Regions from separate parts of the Mus musculus genome. Here region 1 is linked to region 2. A link is a contact called in public HiChIP or PLAC-seq data. All regions are on one chromosome and are shown on one strand. Each heading gives the region's core, a stretch centred on a gene start, on an enhancer-like site or on the middle of the called end of the contact. The rest is flanking DNA. Distances are from core to core; before and after follow the strand shown. Region 1 holds the start of Inpp5e (inositol polyphosphate-5-phosphatase E). Region 2 holds the start of Surf2 (surfeit gene 2).

Region 1 (3,113 bases), core at 60-2,559, 510 kb after region 2:
AGGCCTTTCTCACCTGAGAAATGGTGCAAACCAACCAGGGATCCTTAGGCTACTGAGAAGGCTGTCTGCTTACCTGGAGAGGACTGACTGCTGGGATGTCTGGCCTAAGAGGAGCCTCAAACTGCACTGGGCAACTGTGCCTTGTCCTGTGAACTGGGGAGTACATGCCAGCTCCTCAAAGGGTCACCAGATGGCAGCGGCTCCCAGGCTGGGGAGGAAGTGGTTACAAGGGCATGTCTCTCCAACATTTCCAGCCTCACTCCATTTTCTGTGGCCTCATTAGTGCTGGGTGCGTTTTTTTTTTGCTCCGAGCTTTCCGTCATGGCTCAGTCACTGGGGAGAGCCCCAGGGAGCTGATATTCTGAAGCTGCTGATCTGATTAACCAGGTCAAAAACTGGCTGTGTGCTGCAACGTACTGCCCTCCTAGCCAGGAGTCTGTATGGAGCCCTCTAGCTGACTCAATGTCACCTGCAGACAGCACTTAAAGCCTTGGTGGTATCTTGGAGTGGCTTACGGTGTCCTAGCGCACACTCTGGAACCTTGCATCTCTACCCCAAAGCCCACCAGGGACCTTCAGCAGCGACTCACTGGCTCACCCATATCACTTCAAGGAGCTGCCACCACATAAGAGTCAAAGCTTTAAGGCTTCACTGACTGTTCCTAAAACTATCCTTACACTCTAAAGAGGAAGGGAAAGAGAGTTAAATATTTAAAAATCAGCAGGTAGAAAACATAAATGGTTTGTTTGGTATTAAATTTAGAAATTGTAGAACATGGAATTAGTACAGCCCTTCCCGGTTTTCTGGTTCCTTGCATCATCTAGGAAAGACTCACAGAATGGCTTCCAGGACGTTCCATAGATGAGTGTACTTGGACCCTCCTGTTCCTGTCATTAAGAAAGGCCTGTCCCTGTGGGTCAGTAGCAACTTGTGTCCTTGCTGGGACCAGGCAGGACCCTTGCCTCTGGTTCAACCCTGCCCAGGCTCTGTGTTGACTGCCAACCACTTTGGATTCAAGAAGCTTCCTCCCTGGGAGCTGCTATTTTTCCAAAATTCACATTGTTAAATAAAATATTTTGGGCTCTCAAGTAACTTAATTTATGGCTTCCTTTGTGTTTTGAGGGGCAGACCAGCGAGATCTTTAGTGTTGGTAGAGCCTTGGGCAGCTATTGGGTGTGACTGCCTGTGCCTGGTCCTGCCGCGGCTTGGCAGGGCGGGAGCTCGTGTCGGGCGTGGCTTCCAGGCACCGGGCTGTGGTCCTCCGGCCGCGAGAGGGCGCTGTGGCGGCGATAGGGTCTTGGGCCGGGCAGTTCTCCGGAAGACTACAGAACGGAACCTGAGCCAGGGTGACCACTAGACTGAGCTGGGGCGAACCCTGGGCGGGGGCGGGGGCCGAGGCACGGGGCCGCAGTCGTTGTTCCAGCTGCCACCGTGACTGGCCTAGGTCCGCCTCCGCCAGCGCTGGGCCCGGCTGAATCAGACCTCGGGCGTCCGGCGGCGGGTCTGCTGCCGAACGGAGGGCGCAGGTGAGCCTAGGACGCTGAGCGCGCTGCCCTACTCTGCCTCGGCGGGGTGGAGGGCTGGCCGGGGGTGCTGGACAGACTTGTGCAGCTCCGTGAAGTGCAGCCCCGACCCCCTGGCGCCTGTTCTCACGAAGTCGCTTTTAAGACTAGCGAGCTGACTTCGGGGAGCCAAGAGATTTTTCTGCGTTTCCTCAGGCATCGGTGAGAACTCTCAAGTCTCCAGCCATGCAGCTACAGGCCCTCCTCCAAAAGGACCGCCCCATGCCACAAAGGGAGCCACTCGAGTTTTCATGGCATCGAGCTGGCGAACTCTGACGTGCATCCTTGACAACAAGAGTTGCTTGTTAACCTCCCAGGGAGGATCCCTTTCCTTAGGAGGGCCAGGCTGAGGGGGTCAGGGCTGGCCAGGTCTGGACTATGCCATCCAAGTCAGCTTGCCTGCGTCACACTGAGGCACCTGGGCAGCTAGAAGGCAGAATGCTCCAGGGACAGCCTCCGAACACGGAAAAGAAGCTCATCCCAACACCAGGCTTCTTACCAGCCTCTGACTCTCAGGGTTCAGAGACAAACCCCATGCCTCCTTTCAGCATTCCAGCAAAAACAAGCAACCAGAACCCACAAACTAAGGCAAATCTCATCACCCCACAGCCACCCATTAGACCCAAGTTGGAGCGAACCCTGTCCCTCGATGACAAGGGCTGGAGAAGGAGGCGTTTCCGGGGTAGTCAGGAGGATCTGACTGTCCAGAATGGGGCCAGTCCCTGCAGGGGCTCCTTGCAAGACTCAGTAGCCCAGTCCCCTGCCTACAGCCGTCCCCTGCCCTGCCTCAGCACATCCTTGCAGGAGATACCTAAGTCCCGAAGGGCCACAGGCAGTGAGGGAGGGAGCCCATCCTTGTGGAGTGACTGTCTTTCTGGAATGATCAGCACCTCCTTGGACCTCCTGCACAGAGATGCTGCCTCAGGTGGGCCCCCCTCCAGGTTGGCAAGTTTGCATGCCTCACACACACCACCAGCTATGGACCTCAGCATAGCCTCCAGCTCCCTGAGAACAGCAAACAAGGTTGACCCCGAGCACACGGACTACAAGCTCCGCATGCAGACCAGACTGGTCAGGGCCCACAGCAACCTGGGCCCTAGCAGACCCCGGAGCCCCTTGGCTGGTGACGATCACTCCATTCACTCAGCCAGATCTTTCAGCCTTCTGGCCCCCATCCGCACCAAGGACATCAGAAGCAGGTAGGGCTTTCAGGGGGGAGGGGGAGGGAGCTCTGGGGCTGTCATCAGAGGCCCTCATCTCATCAGGCCAAGAGCAAACTGAGCCAGGCATGGTGGCTCTTGCTAGTAATCCCAGATCTTAAAAGACTTGAGGTTGGATCATCACAAGTTCAAGGCCAGTCTGGGCTATCGTGAGCCACCATCTACATAAATAGATATAAAAGAACTAGCTACCCAGGGGCTATGTGAATGGATCCGAATAGAGAATGCCTAAGACTTGGAAATGGAAAATAAGACAGATCACCCATCCTCTCTCAGAAATCATGCCTTTCTCCTTCTGTCTATGTCCTTCCAGAACCTTTTCTTTGGGGCT
Region 2 (3,178 bases), core at 625-3,124:
GGTCAGTGCAGCCCAGGTGCCAACTCTGCACCAGCAGACAACTGACAGATTCCTTACCTTCCCACCCTGTGACTGAAGTCTGCCTGTTAGGGCAGGACAGGCGATGCAGTCCCTGAAGCCTCCCACTCATCCCCAGCCTCTGCGAACCCCAACCCTCCATTCTCCCTGCTTCATTCCTCCATCCAAGTTACCTAGTCCCAGTCCCTTTCTTACCCTCATCTTCCTGTGGTAGCATGGATGGGAGGTTTTCACCTCCCTCATGCTCAAGCTGGCCCCATCCTCTCTCTGTCCCTAACCCCAGGAGTCTCTACTCTCAATGACTTGGGATGCCTTCCCACCCCTGGCTATACCCAACAATACTGGAGGCTGTCTGCAAGTCCCCTTTCCTGCTCAAGCCACCAACCCCTTAGCTGCAAGACCCCTCACCCTCTGGAGCCTGCAGGACTGTTTGCACCAATCCTGCTCCTGAGAACAGTCTTCAAGGCTCTCCTGCAGTATCAGATGACTATGGACCTGTCCTATAACTAGAATACTGCAGCCTCAGCCTGGGAGCTACCCTAGGATTGTCCCTGCTATGGAATATCAGACCTCCACCGCACTCCTTCCCACCTACTTCTGGCTTTGCCTTCTCACTGTGCAAGATCAGGCAAGTGCATCAATAAAGGATCAGTGATGGCCAAGGCACCTTTCTGGCTTTTTGGGGGCAGGGAGCATGCATCCAAAGGCCTGAGCTTCTGGGGGGTGACTTACATTGATGAAGTGCTCTCTGATACCTCCGGCCCTGGGTGTGCCTCAGCACGTGTTCTGGGGACTTATTGATGTGCCTCAGGGTGAGTTTGCAGAACAGTTGGTGCCTAAAAGGCAAACAGGTGGGTATGGAGGGGCAGTGCACACCAAGGGCCCAGTCTTGTGGGCTCCACCATGGCTGCATGCTGCAAACAAATGATCCATCTGCTGGGATGCTCTGCATTTAGTCTCAGTGTCTGGATTTTGAAAAAGGCATGGTGGACTTTAATTCCAGCACTCAGGTGGCAGAGGCAGAGGGGCAGAGTCAGAGGCAGGCTTTAAGGTCAGTCTGGCCTACATAGTGAGTTCCAGGCCAACCCAGCTACACAGGCTTACAAACAATTCCACTCAGTATCTGGGATCAAGGACCCAGATTGTTACCCAAGAAATTGCAGTTTCACACTGCATGCTTGGCGGTCAGACAGCTCAGGGAGTGCTATATGAGGATATATCAACCACACAACCATAGACAGGATCCCCAAACAGTGAAACTGGCACTGCCCAGCCTGGCTTCAGGGAACTACATGCAAGGGCCACAAGCACTGTCCTGATAAGTGTCACAGTGGGAGGCTCCTACAAGCTCAGAACAGGGGGCACAGGCTCTGCTCCTAGGCGCTGGCCGGCCAAACTACGTACCGATTCTTTGTGCTGGGCACAATGTGTGGCTCGAAAGCTGCGTAATCGAAGTTAGAGAAGGAACTTGACAGCCGTTGGTACTTCTTGCCGCGGGTGTATTCCTGGAGCTCGGGCAGACGGCAGGGCAGCTCATGGCCAGTTAGGGAGCAGCGAACCTGCGGATGAGCATCTGGTCAGAAGGTGGTTCTTGCCAGCTCCGCCCCTTCCCTGCACTGTCCTCCCAGGTCCCACGCTTTCCAGGCACAATACTCCCGGGTCCCCCTCCTTTCTGGCCACTGTCGGTCCTCCGAGGTTCCGCTCCTCCCAGATCCCGTTCCTTCCTGGCCCTACTCTTCCGGTCACGGTTCTCTTCCGACCTTGCGGGTGTTGGGCAGTAGTCTCAAGCTGGGGTGCTGGCGCAAGAATGCAAGCACATCAGAGGGTGGTTCGTCCATGATCGGAGATGCCCATCTGACGCCGCAGCCACCACGTGAGACAGAGCGCCGTCCCGGAAGGAAGCAGATTTCTCGGTCCCGGAAGTGCTCAAAGATGGCTGCTGTGATGGCTTTGGCTGTGCTGCCGCGACGGATGACGCGGTGGTCGCAATGGGCCTACGCGGGACGGGTAAGCGGGGGTTCAGAGAGGATCCTGCTCAAGAAGAGGGATCTGGAGGGCCGGGCCCGGAGTGGAGTGGGGCCGAGGAGGACCCTGCCCAAGAGAACTTAGCCCTGGGTGGAGCGGTGCCAGGGAGGACCCTGCCCAAGAAGACTTAGCTCGAAGTTGTGTGGGGCTGGGTTGGACCGTGTCAGGTGCTTGCACTTGGCAGGCGTGGGGTTCCCTGGATTTAGCCCCTCGGCCTGTCTGGTCCCCGCAGGCCCAGTTCTGCGCTGTCAGGAGGAGCGTCTTTGGGTTTTCTGTCCGCTCAGGTGAGAAGGGCTCAGACCTGGGTGCGGTTGATGCACCTTTCTTTTCAGCCCACAGTGGTTTACTGCGTGTATTGTACTGGGAGAGGGTTGGGCACATGTGCTGTTAATTGCCACCTTTGCCATACATTCTCTGGGGTATAATCGGGCCTCTCGAGGAATTGGCCATCCAGTTCTGTTTGTTCTAGGGCTTCTGACCCCATGCCAGTGTTGTAAAACTTCCTCCAGGGATGGTCTGTAGGCCACGCAGGTGTTGCAGTTCTACTGCTGAAACAGCCGCCGCTAAAGCAGAGGACGATTCTTTTCTCCAGTGGTTCCTGCTTTTAATCCCTGCTACTGCTTTTGGCCTGGGGACTTGGCAGGTGAAGATGGGGGTCGAATTTGGGTGGCTCCGAGGCTCGGACTCCACTGATACCTTAGCTTAGCTCATGCTGTTTCTATAGGTCCAACGTCGGAAATGGAAGCTGAAACTTATTGCAGAATTAGAGTCTCGAGTCATGGCTGAGCCCATCCCTCTACCAGCAGAGTGAGTGTGGCTGCCCACTTTATTCATTCCACTTACAGGGCGGCAGTGGGGCCCTTGCTTCTGTTTGGTGTAATTTGCTGTCCTTTGGCGAGAACCCTGTTTCCCGATAAACTGCCTGCTGACTGCCTTTATGAAATTGGACACAGAACATAAATAGAAAAGATTTATTTTCGGTGTCAGATTTCCCTTTTCAGGTCTCAAGGGATCCTCCAAAGTGGTGACAGTTCATTGTGGCCCTGGTGGGTGGTGGTCTTTAAAGTTTATTGTATTGCCCTCTTGAATTTTAAAGTTTTGTCCTTCAGGGTTGGGAACAAGTGGAGTTTGGACT

What was found. HiChIP or PLAC-seq counts read pairs in DNA pulled down with a chosen protein or histone mark.
Region 1: an HNF4G HiChIP or PLAC-seq map of pancreatic cancer cells shows a contact between it and region 2. The contact joins the promoter of Inpp5e here to the promoter of Surf2 in region 2. A contact is called at or near these places in 23 of 39 promoter capture datasets (the 3T3-L1 cell line, the C10 cell line, the HPC-7 cell line and 13 more), 7 of 484 Hi-C or Micro-C datasets (CD4 T cells, the G1E-ER4 cell line, the HPC-7 cell line and 2 more), 12 of 115 datasets of contacts at active chromatin or transcription factors (astrocytes, bone marrow-derived macrophages, embryonic forebrain and 8 more) and 4 of 9 other capture datasets (adipose tissue, embryonic stem cells, liver and 1 more).

Annotation. Positions count from the first base shown.
Region 1 is chr2:26,407,415-26,410,527 of GRCm38.p6, reverse strand. Inpp5e (inositol polyphosphate-5-phosphatase E) reads left to right here and starts at 1,309. Exons shown (of 10, transcript NM_033134.3): 1 at 1,309-2,761. The coding sequence starts at 1,941. Sec16a (SEC16 homolog A, endoplasmic reticulum export factor) reads left to right here. Exons shown (of 30, transcript NM_153125.2): 30 at 1-1,097.
Region 2 is chr2:26,915,104-26,918,281 of GRCm38.p6, reverse strand. It overlaps Surf2 (surfeit gene 2), which reads right to left and starts at 1,874. Exons shown (of 6, transcript NM_013678.3): 1 at 1,779-1,874; 2 at 1,423-1,577; 3 at 751-854. The coding sequence starts at 1,856. It overlaps Surf1 (surfeit gene 1), which reads left to right and starts at 1,752. Exons shown (of 9, transcript NM_013677.2): 1 at 1,752-2,025; 2 at 2,276-2,327; 3 at 2,553-2,686; 4 at 2,768-2,850. The coding sequence starts at 1,951.